Linked DNA regions of Mus musculus: region 1 is linked to region 2. A link is a contact called in public Hi-C data. All regions are on one chromosome and are shown on one strand. Each heading gives the region's core, a stretch centred on a gene start, on an enhancer-like site or on the middle of the called end of the contact. The rest is flanking DNA. Distances are from core to core; before and after follow the strand shown. Region 1 has its middle 11 kb from the start of Dcn. Region 2 overlaps Gm34114 (a long non-coding RNA gene).

Evidence for each region. Hi-C and Micro-C count contacts between places; a contact is called where the count stands out from the background.
Region 1: a Hi-C map of uterus shows a contact between it and region 2, with 2.3 times the contacts expected there. The contact joins two enhancer-like sites. A contact is called at or near these places in 5 of 39 promoter capture datasets (the 3T3-L1 cell line, 3T3-L1-derived adipocytes and liver), 1 of 15 datasets of contacts at CTCF or cohesin (the NIH/3T3 cell line), 17 of 484 Hi-C or Micro-C datasets (the HL-1 cell line, the N1E-115 cell line, the STO cell line and 8 more), 1 of 115 datasets of contacts at active chromatin or transcription factors (heart atrium) and 1 of 9 other capture datasets (adipose tissue).

The regions. Positions count from the first base shown.
Region 1 is chr10:97,465,379-97,472,430 of GRCm38.p6, forward strand. No RefSeq gene overlaps it. Among named protein-coding and RNA genes, the nearest start is that of Dcn, 11 kb to the right of the region's middle. Within about 2 kb of position 4,538, at least 25 of the 459 cell types and tissues checked have an H3K27ac peak or open chromatin away from gene starts, as enhancers often do. A contact at or near this core is called in adipose tissue, beige adipocytes, heart atrium and 1 more, where this site is marked.
Region 2 is chr10:97,386,746-97,393,470 of GRCm38.p6, forward strand. It overlaps Gm34114 (a long non-coding RNA gene), which reads right to left. Exons shown (of 4, transcript XR_380718.2): 4 at 2,013-4,163. Among named protein-coding and RNA genes, the nearest start is that of Mir3966, 33 kb to the right of the region's middle. Within about 2 kb of position 3,131, at least 15 of the 459 cell types and tissues checked have an H3K27ac peak or open chromatin away from gene starts, as enhancers often do. A contact at or near this core is called in adipose tissue, beige adipocytes, heart atrium and 1 more, where this site is marked.

The DNA.
Region 1 (7,052 bases), core at 3,288-5,787, 80 kb after region 2:
AATTGACCTCTCCCAGAGATGAGTCCCTTTATTGGTTGTTTAATGCAAAGTGGTCTGCCTAGAATCCATGTACACAAAAAAGATAAAAAAATGTACTTAGTGAGCTGTATTTGTACATTTGTATACACAAATACACACATGGAAAGAGAAAGAGAGAGAGAGGGAGGGAGACAGACAGAGAGAGAGAGAGAGAGAGAGAGAAAGAAAGAGGATATGTAATAATAGTAATAACAATAATGAGACAATCAATTTGAAAGAGAGACAATGAATGGAGAGATGTGGAAATTGTTGGAGAAAGGAAAAGAGGGTGTAGAATGCAATTATGTTTTAACTACAATATAGTAAATAAAAATAACAATTGATTTTTTAAAAAGCCAAAGCACAGAAAACGCTAAAGTTAAAAAAAAAATTACATGATTCAAATAGTCAAAATAACAGTGTGTTCAATTAGATATCAGTTTAACTACATCAGCAGTCATTACTAATTAAGAGTATAAAAAAAGATTAAAATTGGGAGAGGTGATAGGAGTAAGGCCTAGAAAGTAACTTCAAAAACAAAATTATAAAATGTTAAGGCTAGAAAGAGAGTTCTGTCTGTAAAGGAATGTATTGCCTGGCAACCATGCTGACTTGACTTCCATTCCCAGAACACACATACCAAGTCTATGCAGGCGAGCACACCCATAACCCCAGCACTAGGCATGTTGACTTACATGGATTCATGGTGATCCCAGACCAGCCAGCTCAGCCGATGTTGTGAGTTCCGAGCCAGTGAGAGATTTTTATCTCCAAAATGATGGTCAGTGCTTCAAAACAACAATAAAGTTTGTTCTCTGGTTTTCACATGCATACAAACATGCATGTACAACTTTATCCTTGAATATGTGTATCTTACACACATGAGTACACATGTCCGTATGCACACATACACAAAATCAATAAGAACTCATATTGCTTTTATATAACATGGTGAAGAATATAGTATACTCATACTTCCCACAAGAAGCCTTGTGTATGTATGTGTGTTTATATGTATATGATGCATATGTATATGATGTATATGATATATGTGTGTATGTATATGTGTATGTGTATATATATGTATATGTGAATATGTATATTAAGATTACTTGGGATAGCAAGATGGCTAAGTGAAGATATCTTCATACAAGCTTGATGACCTAGGTCTATTCACACAACCATGGTAGAAGGAGAAAATAAATTTGTAAGTTTTCTTCTCACCTCTATAAACATAACACATATGCCTCTGCCCCTCCCAAAACACAGCACACACAAGCATTAAAATTATAGCTCAGAACAGCAACACTATGGGAAAAATTATATGCTGTATATTGGTGAAGGAGTCAGTTTTAATTTTTCATAAATGTGCATAGTACTGCCTGAAAACACCACCAGTAATCATGAAGTACACGAAAGTCAAACTGAAAGTGTAAAAGACAATCTATTATGTAGTTGATAGTTTTCGTGTTCCTCTCTTAGTCACTGGCAGAACAGATGGAAAAACATTAAATTTTACTTAGTCTCCAAATTACTATCAGTCAGTTTGATCTAACTGACATTCATGGGAGTCTACAGCCAACAACAACACAACTTCTCCGGCTCACATGGATCACTGAGCAAGATTAACCACATTCAGGCACGTTCAGAAAGCCTTAACTAATCTAAAAGCACAGACACCATTCAAAGATGTCCTCAGTCTCAACAGAGCTAACATAGAAATAAAACAGGAAGAGAGCTAATTCTACATATTTGAAATTAGACAGCATACCTTTAAATAGCATTTAGATCATAGAAGCCACCTCAAAAAGGTTTAAGTATATAAATTAAATGAAAATGAAAATCCAACTTATCAAACCCCATACAATGTAGTACAACTGGGACTGTGAAAATTTTACTGCATAAATACATATACAAAAAGAAACAGCTAAAACCAATGGGCTCAGCTTCAAATTAGGAAATTAAGTATTTTTAAAATTTTATCTATTTGCAATTGCATTATAAAGCTGACATGATGCGTATATTTTTGTAAATTCTTTTAATTACTGTATGTGTGATTACAAGTATAATTAATCAGGATAAAGAGTCTTAATTTTTAAAAGTGTATTGTGAAACAGCTACAAAACTTTTTAAATAATTTTTTTAATGGTTCATCATTATGGACAGAATATATTCATGTGGCTGTGGTTAAAGGGGAGATTTGCAGAAGAACTGTCTATGTCTTTCAAGTGGTATCATGGATGAATCTCCATTGACTAGACAATAAGACTTCATAATGAAGTACTGTTCAGGGACATGTATTTTGTGCTCATGTTGTCACAATCACCTCAGATTCACCATCCTTCTGCCTCCACCTCCCAAGTGCAGGTATTGCACGCGTATCCCACCATATCTAGAAATTACTGTCTACTTTGACTAAAAGCTTTTATACTCATGGCAAATTTTCAGTTTTTAGATGCTTGCTTATTTTAATTTGATTATTATGCAGACCATCATTGAATATCTGTATAGCTTTTATGCCTGATATCAGAGACAGCCTGTTGAAAGACCTGGCTCTTGCCTCTCCCCAGCTTGGATTTGAAGAGATCAAGAATGACAAGGACGCTTTCACAACAGAAAGTTCTGTGAATGTTATGTCATCGGTGAAAGCTTGGTTCCATGTTTTCCACATGACATCATAGGGGACTCTACTGGTGGATGTCACCAGCCAGTATCAAATTCTGTCTTCAATGTCATGACAGTTCTCCGGGTGCTAGAACTCTTAGCTCCAAGATTACACAACTTTGTCCCTTGGATGAAGAGAGTTCCCTTGTGCAAGACAGTAACCCTTTCCTCAGGGTGACTTACAAAATTGTCAGGTGGAGAGGACACCAAGGGTAAGTTTTTCTTCTACATTCAAGTCACACCTAAATAACTCTGAACTTCAGAGCTTCCTGGCTTCATCTGGGGGCTCAGTGACATTAATGGAGGGCAGAACCTTCTGATACCATTTTCCTTGCTCCATAGTAACCACTATTCCCGAGTTTTCCTCAGTTGACCTCCTATGAGATAGTATTATCCCAGAACCTGCTTCACTGTGAACCTTCCATCTCTGAATCTGCATCCACTTAAGTGTCCAAAGTATCAAGGAACATATGAGACTGGAGATTCTCGGAATGGAAAGCTGCATAGACTGAGGAACTCTTCCAAAGAGGCATTAATGTGGGATACACTCAACAGTGTTTGAAATAACTTCACTTTGTAGGGCTCATCTGATCGATCATCTAGGGACACAGAGATAGTATAGGCAAAGGATGCAAGGATCCTGTAGCCTTCAAGTTGACATCGCTGCGAATTCCTTATGACATTTGAAAACGCAGTTCTGCATGGCCACCCAAGTGTAGAGAATGATGCTTGATGTGAGCCAAGCGAACAATTAAAGTTATTTTAGATGAAAATCCTCCCTGTGTATACATGCCTAAAATTTTTATGAGTTAAGTATCATCTTGGAAGTTGGTCTTAGAAATAGTGGGTTAGATGTAATTATGATAATTATGTACTTTTTAATACATGGCAGAAAATAAATATTTAAAATATAATGACATTTTAAAAGACTTTTTATTTAAAAATACTAAGAGAAAGAGATACATGCTACAGCTGGTAATAAATAGACTGATTTTTTTGTTTTGTTTTGTTTTGTTTGTTTGTTTGTTTTAGACAGGGTTTCTCTGTATAGCTCTGGCTGTCCTGGAACTCACTCTGTAGACCAGGCTGGCTTCAAACTCTAAAATCCACCTGCCTCTGCCTCTCAAATGCTGGGATTAAAGGCATGCACCACCACTGCCCGGCTGTGTGTCCATGTGGAGGTATGTGCATTTATAGGCAGGTAAGTGTGGGGTCTTGAAGACATCTCTTCCCTTTGAGCTGGGGTTACAGATGGATCAGAACTGCCAGAGCTAGGGGCTGGGAACTAAGCAAGGATTCTCAGAACTGCTGAATCTTATTTTCAGCCTCACTGAATTCTTGTCAAAATGATAGTGGTGATAGAGAAGATACAGGTTGGACATAGAAGGGTGGAAAGGAAGAACAAACAGAGAAGTTTTACAACAGAGCTGACTGGGTCATTTATGGGTCGTTCTGAGCAGAAGACTGCACTCTGGAATGTAACAGGAAAACCAGAGCTGAGATGTCCAAAATTAACACTCCACGAAGCAACATTCAGCTTGGCTCAAACTTAAACTTGATGCTATGCCAATGGACCAGGCAGCTGCCTGTGAATACTGTCATTTAGAGGCTTGAAGGATGCAACATGGAAAAGTCAAATGCCTGTGCCTTGGGTCTGCAAAACCTTAGGTCACACAGTCTAATAGGCAAGAAAAATGTAATGTACTCAGTTCACTGCCTGGTAGAAAAGAAAGATACCATAAGGAACAAAAAGGAGAATAGTCTACAATTACATGGAATGCATTCTCAGATGACCAGCCATAACCAAGTTTGTGGTGATCTAACTTATGATTTTGAAAATGAAACTAATGAAGCTATGAAGACTGGCCAGTGGTTAAGAGCACTTTCTGTCCTTGGCAAGGACTGGAGTTCAGGTTCTAGTATTTGCCTGGGGCTGATCAAAACTTGCTCTGCATCCATTTACAGAAGCCCGAAAGCCCTCTGCAGGAATCTGCAGGCACCTGGTGTTCTGAACAAAACAGGCACACAATATAAAAATAAAAAGTAAATGTTTACAGTGAAACTAGAAGTAATTTGTTTTCTCCCAAAGCAACTTTGTCTGGCACTCTGACTTTTATTCTAAGAAAGTTTATAAACTACTTAAGTTAACTTTTCATTTAGAATCAAACACTTATGGGTTCTGTTTACAATTTCAATGTATTAAAAAAAATTGAAGCCTTAACAGATGTTATTTTTTTCAGGAAGACATAAGTCTGTAATGTTTTCATAAAATGGCTAATTTGTGAAGAAATTTTTTAGCGAGGCTAAGATTAAAGCTTTTACTTTGTAATGTTTAGCTCTTCTGAATAGTGGTAAAAGCACATTCTTTTGATCTTTAACAGATCTGTCGAAACAAGACATGTATATTTCTGAAGCGATCCATGGATCCCTGAAATTCTGTTATCGGTATGGAAAGCTGAGAGAGACTCAACTTGCAACTAGAATCAGCAATGTCCTCTGTATACAGCAGCTGGCCTATGATGTATTTTATAAACACATTTTATAAACACATTTGATGCCTGTAAGACTTTATTGAGGGGCTGTTTTCTAGAGAAAATCTGTACATTGGAAGAATTACATTTGTTTTAGTATTTATTTCCATAAAGATTGATAAGCATTTCCAAATTCCACCTTTGGTACATGGACAGTAAGCTCAGAGGTCTTCCGGTCCTTCAGTGTTTGCTTGCTGACTCCAGGAATATTTTTGAAGCCCTCTGCTCCAGAAACAGTAGAACGTGAACTCCTTTTACAGCAGCCCTTTCTCATTCTATCCTCCTCCTGTTTAATTTCGAGAAGAAAATATAGCTTCTCCCTTAGAAAATTGAAAGCCTGTTTTATCCCAAGATCAAAAGTTGACTAGGATCTTATTTGCCCATAAATAGGTGAATTTACCCAAACAGAAGTAGAATGGAGATTTCAAAGGTCTCAGAGAGGAAGGAAATGTGTTGGTGCAGTTTACAACGGAGGAGGAGAGATCCCTGAAAACGGGTCTCGATGATACATGATGCTGGGAATGTCGTTATCCTGCTAGCACAACTTCTTCAAGCATAAAATAGGTTATTTATGCTGTGTATCTTTTGCCACCATAAAATAGAAACAAAATAGAAAGAAAAGCACAGCTTCAAAGTCACCAGATCTTCAATAACTTCAATAAATGCTCATGGACATAATTCTGGTGCCATCTTATTTTAATCACTAGCTGGTAACATTAAAGATGTGAAATGACACAGAATGGAATTAAAAACAAAAAAGAATCTCAACGCCGTTTCCTAAACTCTCTTAGCAGGCATTCACTGTTCACTATGTGGCGAATAACGTTCTTATCTTCCAGCCAGTTAACAAGTCACCTACTTGGAGAATGTTTTGAGAGCAGACACTTCTTTGGATTTTGTCCTGCGGGAAGAATTAAGCACTCTCTTTCTAGTGGGATTTTGTATTATCTTAAACCATTAGTAATGCTAGAGAAGTGACTGCAACTGGCCTCCAGGAAGAAAGATGTTTCATGAGGAGCCAATCTTTTGATGAAGGAAGCACCAAAGGGATTTAGCACTGAAAAGCCACCCCAAATGTGATCGTGCTCCAAGTTTCTTTTGTTGTCCCCACAGGCTCCTAATTATAAGATCAGCTTGTATGTTGGTGATTTAGTGCCTTTATAAATGATAAGTTCATACGGCCTTCCAGAAAAATAAGCACATGATTTCCAAGAGGTAATATTTGCTCAGGTAACTGAAACCGATTTATTCAAGATGCAGAAAGCAGGTACTGAATTCAAATGAGGAATTGTTTACCATTGTCATGTTACTATCCATTGGGATCAAAATTGCATCTCACAAATTACTAAAGCAAGCCTCTTGATAAAGCAAATGACAGAGAGTACATTATTGCCACTGATAGCACAAATGGATTCCAAGGGATAGCTCTCTCAAGGGGCTTCAGAGAAAGCTTCCAAATAAAATAATTATTTTACAGTACTGACTTTAGAATAAAATATTTTCGTTCATTTGCCTTTGTAAACTCTGGAAGGCTTCTCTGGCAGCAGGGCATTTGCTTTTCCTAGGCTACAGTGTAAAGTAAATGGAGAATATTTACAGACCAAATAGGTGCCCTGAATTAAACACACACTGCAGACATGACCTGCATCTGAATGCTCCAAAGTCAACAGGATGTTAGCTTTCAGGGGAGGGTATGAAAGGAACAGAGAGCAATTCCTTAAATCCTTGGTCTAATAAAAAAAAATGTTACTTTACATGACTTTGAAGACTTGTCAACTCTTTTAGGCTTATTTAGACCCTTTTTACACATAGGCTCATTTCTCTACATACATGAAAGTG
Region 2 (6,725 bases), core at 1,881-4,380:
GCTGGTTGTCAAACAATTAAAATGAAAAGCTATAAGGGTTTGAGTCCAATGCTCTCTGTAATTTGATCCTTTCCTCTATGGCCACTTAAATGTTTCAGGAGAATGGATTAGTAAGTTTAATTAAAAACACAAATACTGTGGTAGAAATATATCAACATGTAGGCAAACAAAACTTCACAATAATGAGTTTCTTATATGGCTTAAAAACTAATTCTAATGAAAATACCCAGGAAGTATCTTTCTTGTAAATTTCTTGTGAAATAACAACATGTATGATAATCCTGAGATGACTGTTACTACATATTTCTATCTGTATAATCCTCTGAAATTATTTTTAACTTACACTCAATGCTTGGTAATTTTGCTTCTCATTTTATGAGATGATCACAACTATACTTTTGTCTGATTTCTACATTTTCCCCAAGATTTCTGTTACATCGTTACTGGTGATGATTCTAGGGGTCATTTGCTTTTGGGACACATTCCCACTTTGTTCAATGATGAACTCTGAAAGGTTTGAGAACATTGAGTATTAAAAGAATTGGACAAAGACCAAGTCCAATTAAAAGTTTAAAAATGACCGTGCTTAGGGTTTATCTTCTTCCCAAGGCATGCCCATGATGCTGTCCCCTGTGTGACCTGGTAAACATCACTTGGATTTTATGACTTGGAAATAAACATTGCTTGGTTTTACGAACATATGTGGAAAAATGAGATAGAAAATGCTATTAAGCATCACTTTTAAATTTGTTTATCAGGTTGCTCAATAATTCATATAATTGGGCCAAGCACACAAGAAAAAGAGAAAGACTGGTATTTGTTTTGGCAATGATGCTATAAGAAAAGATTTTAGAGGAATGTTGGGGCAGACACTGGAAGGGCAGGAGACTCCAGGAGTGGGAGGAGTTTGGAGCATCTGATAATGATGCTGCCCTTAACCAGTTCTCATCCAGCCCCTTATGTCCTTGACTTGGCTAGGTGTCATCCTTGGATGTTGCAATGGGCTTTTTCACAGGTAGATATATCCAGCCAAGTATCTTTCTACGTTAACCAACAAAGTTGCCAAACATCATTGTCTGATCAAATCTCCATCTCCCATTATCTCTCAGGTATATTGGATAGCTCAGACCTGCCTTCAGTAAGAATCATGCCAAGATTTCTTATCCAGAATTTTCTCACCTTTGACGTCTTCTTTAGACATAATTCTCCTAATCTTTGACATTTCTTAGCAATAACTTTTTATTCATCAACAATTTCTGTCTCAGCCTAGTCCTTCATCATAATTTCTGACTTCTTGTTATTATATTCATAATTGAGCTCAGTTTGATGCTGAGGTCTCTCTTTCCTATTTCAATGATTCCTGCACAAGATTTGTTTTAACTATAATTTCACATTTTTATTTCAATAGAATAAACATAGCAAATTTATTTTAATTTATTCAAATATCCTTTTAATTAAGTTCCGACAGTGGAGTGATAATAAGTAAGAATAATTGGTATAGGTAATACTATTTGAATAATAGTTTTAAAACACAGTAAACAAAAACCAAAGTATTTAAAGAGGATTATATCAAACTAAGGCTTTCTACATAGCTAAGGAAAAAATAAACAGAATATGAGACATTCTTTGCAAACTGTCCAATAAGAGATTAATATCTTGACTTTATAGGGATTTAAACAGATTGGCCAACAGAATAATCAAATTAAAAATGTACAAAAGACCTACATGCATTTAACTTAAAAGCATATACACAAAGAATCATCAGCTATGCAAAACTCTCATCACTGATTTTTCAAGGTTCTGGAAGTACAAACCAGAAGATACCAACTCATGCTAGTGTATACCCATTGATGAGCCTACCAGGCTCCAGTGGACATTTCTACTCTAATGGTCACACAAATGGCCTTAGTTAAACTCAATGGGTCACAAAACAAAACAAGCATAAGGATGTGGGAAAGGGAATTAGGAGGAGGAGTCTTGAGAAGGATAGAGTGGAACTATGACAGGAAAAAAAAGGTAAATAAAATGAATTTATTGAATAAATATTTAAACATAATACAGAATCAACTTAGTTGTCCGCATATGGATAAATGGATAAAGAAAACTTTATACTAAACCAAAGTATTCAACCACAAAAAAAAGATAGAAGCTTGCTATTTGGAGCGATATGAATAAAACTGAAAGTTATAGTAAATGACGTAAGCCAGCATCAGCAGAACAGTGAGCAGTGTGTAAGCTGAAAGCACAGAAGAACGTAGAGTGCTCATCTGTAGGGGGTAGGGAGGGAAGTGGGGAATGAGGACAATGGGAGGTTGGAAATAAGATACGCAGTTAGATAAGAGACGTAAGTTCTAGTATTTTATATATAGCATTTTAAGATGGCAACTGTTAAGACATTTATTATCTGTTCTGTAAAGAGCTCAAAGAGAAGAACCTATGGGTCTCAACACAGGCAAATGCTTAAATTTTGAGATAGAAATTCTAGTTACCCATGTATGTCTATGCATGTACTTGGTATGTTGGTGTAAAACATGTTGGCTTCAACATCACAGTAATCCTCCTGACTTAGCCTGAATAATAGGTTTACAGGTGTGTTCAACCATAGTTGGCTTCATTAGCCCAATTTGCTCAGTGTACATTGCACGCATGCATCAAATGATCAGAAAGCACCTTGTCATTCTGTACAATTATTGTGTGTCAAATAAAAAGGAAGAGTAACCTTTGAAACTATTGATGAATGAATGGGAATGAGTGAGTGGGGGAAGAGATCTATGAGAAAGGATTTTTAGCTTCTGGGAAGGGTGGGTGGGGAGCTTTCTGCAGCATGTTTGGGATGTAGATGGCTAGAAACTACCCAATTTTCCCCAAATGACCTGGCTTCCTATTTTCACTTCTGCTGCCTTCCCTTTCTCTGTTTTACTTTCTGTGTCATGCTTTCCAACGCCTTACTCAATGGCTTTTATTGTTGTCTCTGTCACTTTATTTTTACAGTGCTTTTTACTTAGGTTGTTGTTTTTTTCCAGCTGTTGAAAATAGTTCCTGGTTTTGTGATGAAATCACTTCCCCTAAGTCTGTCAAACCAGATTGTAAGGATTTGCCAAAATTTTAGATGATGTCACTGGATTTTGTCTTAATAGTGATTCATAAAAGTGGCTGATTTTAATTTGGAAAGGCACCCTAGGAGTGCTATTTTCCTATCCTGTGGACTTGTTTCTTCTCCTTCAGCACTTCCCTGTAGGTTCAAGCCCTAGACCTCCCCAATTCATACCAGCATTTCTTTGGTCATGTTAGCTCAAACCAAACCAAGAAACCATCACCTGGGTCTTTCCACAATGTTTGTATAAACGTGTCTCACTATGTCTGATGGTTTCTACAAGGGTTCTTCTCCATGTGTACTCCTTTGGGCATTCTTCCTATTTCATCATTCCATTCCTGTGTATTTTGGTGGGATTTCTTCTTCTGTCTGATCTTATTTTTCAAGGGTTCCTTTCCCCAAACAAGTAATGTTAACTCTCATAATGATGCCCCCTCCCCCAACCCCTGTTTTGTGTTTCTCTAACAGCTGAAAGGGTCCACGTCTTTCTTTGCTCTCCAGAAGCCTTCCCATGTGCGGTCCCTCTCCCCTGAGGATACTTTTGGGACAAACATCGTGCAGATGTTGCCTCTCAGTTTTCAGAATTCCCGTTCCAGGATGACTCCTGGGAATCGGACCCAGCTGTAGCTGCCTCTCCTTGTGGTGACTTGTTATTGAGAAGTTTGCTCAAATGTGTTCTCTACACAACTGATTGTATACTATACCAGTTGCTTTGTGTTTTAAAATATTTTATTTTCAACAAACTCCCCTGTGCTCTATATATCCTAAGTTTTTTCTCAACAATGAATTACCCAAACCTCCTTCCAATCTGTTCTCGACAATACTTTCTCCTCCCTGTTCCCTGGCATGTCATGCAATGGTCTAAATATTTCTGTTTTGTTTTGTTTTTTTTTTTTTCTTTCCCAAATCCAAGTGTTGCAATTTCAGCTCTTAACGTGATGCTTTTAGGGAGTAGGGTTGATTGGGTCACATGACAAAACACCCAAGAATAGAATGAATGCTGTTAAAAGAAGTCCCCTCAGAGAACCCTTTCTTCCATCCATGCAAGGACACAAATGACAGGCACCATCTGTAAAACAGAAAACAAAGACTCCTCAAGACACTATACTTTCTGGCTTCTGGATTTTCAAGTTTCTGTTCTTAACACTATAAGAAATAAATTCTGAGTATTTGTAAATTATCTATTTTTGGACAATTTCATAGTAAGCAGAATGTACTACAGCAGCTGTTGCATCAATTAGAAGCCAGTATCTTCTAGTAGGAGGTAACATGTCATGATGATTCTATAGTAGTGCAACCTTTATCAGCCCTTTGACCATTGCGGATCCCAGTATCTTGATGATCTACCCAGGATCTTGTGATACATTAGTGACATTACTGGGAAGCATGTTAAAAATCCAAAATGCTTGCATAAGACAGAGTTAATAGATTGTAATTTTCACTTTAACAAGTTCCCTATGAAACATGAATTCAGAGTATTCTCTTGAAATAGCTATATGTAAAATTATGTAAAGTATTAGTTTTTACCATCCAGTTTCTTATTCAAAGCTATCCACTTTATTTCCCAGGATGCATTGTGGTCCCATAGGCAAGCTATATATGTGCTCATAAACAAGATAAAAATAATTTTTCTTTCTCATACTCTTACAGGATTTCCTCAGGACCCTCTTGATGATCAGAGTAGACTGGAAATGTATGATGAAATACCCTAACCTGTTTCCAAATGTGATATATTATCATGCTACTGTGTGTGGAATGAGAATATAGTATTATAAACAACACATTTATGTCAATTTTTTTCTAACACAAACTCTTGAGTTTCAAATTATCATCACTCATTGGAAACACACTCATATCTGTACGAAGTTTTCAATCACGGCTTCAGAGAAAGGAATCAAAAGAAATGGAATCTTTAGAAGCTATACACAAAGAAGTACTATGTTTATTTATAAACATACAAGTGAGATGAAGAAACTGAAGAAAAATAATAGGTTAATTCCAGAGCATCCTCTGGAGAAGGAACACTACTTATTGGTCTGAACACCTCTATTGTCTCCTCATTCCATTTTTTTTTTAGACTCTTCCCCATAGCTCTCCCATTGGCTTGCTGCTTTTCATTGCTAATTAATTGAAATATTATTTGTCTTGCTTGTTTACTCATTACTGTAAATGTATTTAAAATTAAGTTTGGAGGGGTATGATTGGGGTACACCTAAGATCATTAAAAACATGAACATTTGCAAAACATTGCATTTCTATAGTGAAATTAGAGCAGGAATATAATTGAAGAAATTAATACTTATTTTATAAATAATTGAATGGTTTTTATATGTTAGCATAAAATATATAAAATCAGTCTATTAGGTAATAATTGAGGCATGTAGTGAGAAGATGAACATCTGTTGCTGAAACTCAAATTGTGCTATTAATTCATAATTTAAAATTCAATTAAAGTACTTCCCCAGCATATTTTCATTGCTTCTGAAGATTTTTATTATTTGTACAGCATGAGGCACAATATGGGAAGACATGCCATAGATAAAATACCATAGAGTATTAATAACTATAGAGTTAACATGTTGGTTGAATACAGAATGGGAGGACATGTGTAGGCCATATTTAGAAGGTTATATCTACCTCTTATCTTGTGAGTTTGTATACAAGATAAAATAACCTCTTCTTTGTGATTCCCCCCTGCACTTTCATGTCTTTAAAACAAATCTTTTTAGGAATATTTATTTTATTGGTGTGAGTGTTTTGCCCACATGATTTATGTGCACCACATGTGTGCCTGGTACCCACAGAAGTCAGAAGAGGGTGTTGTATCCCCTGGAACTGGAGTTGTAGGTGGCATGTCACCATGTGAGTGCTAGAAACTGGGTCCTCTGTAAGAACAAGAATGCTCCTAACCACAGAGCCAACTGTCCAGCTCCAAACTTTATGGTTTTACAATAAAATGTTCTGCATTTAGAGACTTTCCTTCACCTCAGGCAAATAATGATGGCTGTGCATTAACTGAGTTAAGCTTTCTCAGCATCAGAACCCTTATATGAAATTTGTACATGTGAAATCAGATTTGCATCTTCCTTCACATATATTATAGATATGAAGTACATATATGATAAGTACAAATGGTAATTTTCCAGAAGGATCCACCATAAATTCATATATATGTATGAACATATATGTGTATATAATCACAGATATATCATATTTATAGCAGAAAGTTATGCCTGAACACATTGTATAGTAGATTTTGTACTTTGAGAAATTTACTAAGAGAATTCTTGAAATAGGATCAAGTTTTGAGTGGAAAGCAAAATGAACCCTGACATGGTAATGATGAAAGTGTTCAAGGGTTTGTAATATTTCATAGTCTGGAAATAAAATTTACAGTGTTCTGGGTCAGACAGTTTGGTAATAACAATTTAGTCTACGATTACAGTTAGGAAATTGATGTCACTTTCCACTGGATTCCACAGAGGTTCCAGGACGTTTCTTAAACAAAATAACAGAGACATCTCTGTGATTCATTTCCTAGTGTCAGTCATGGTTCACAGATGCTTTCTGGAATCCTGTGAGGACCATGGGCAGCCTCTACTCAGACACTTCCTGCAGTCTTGAAATAAAT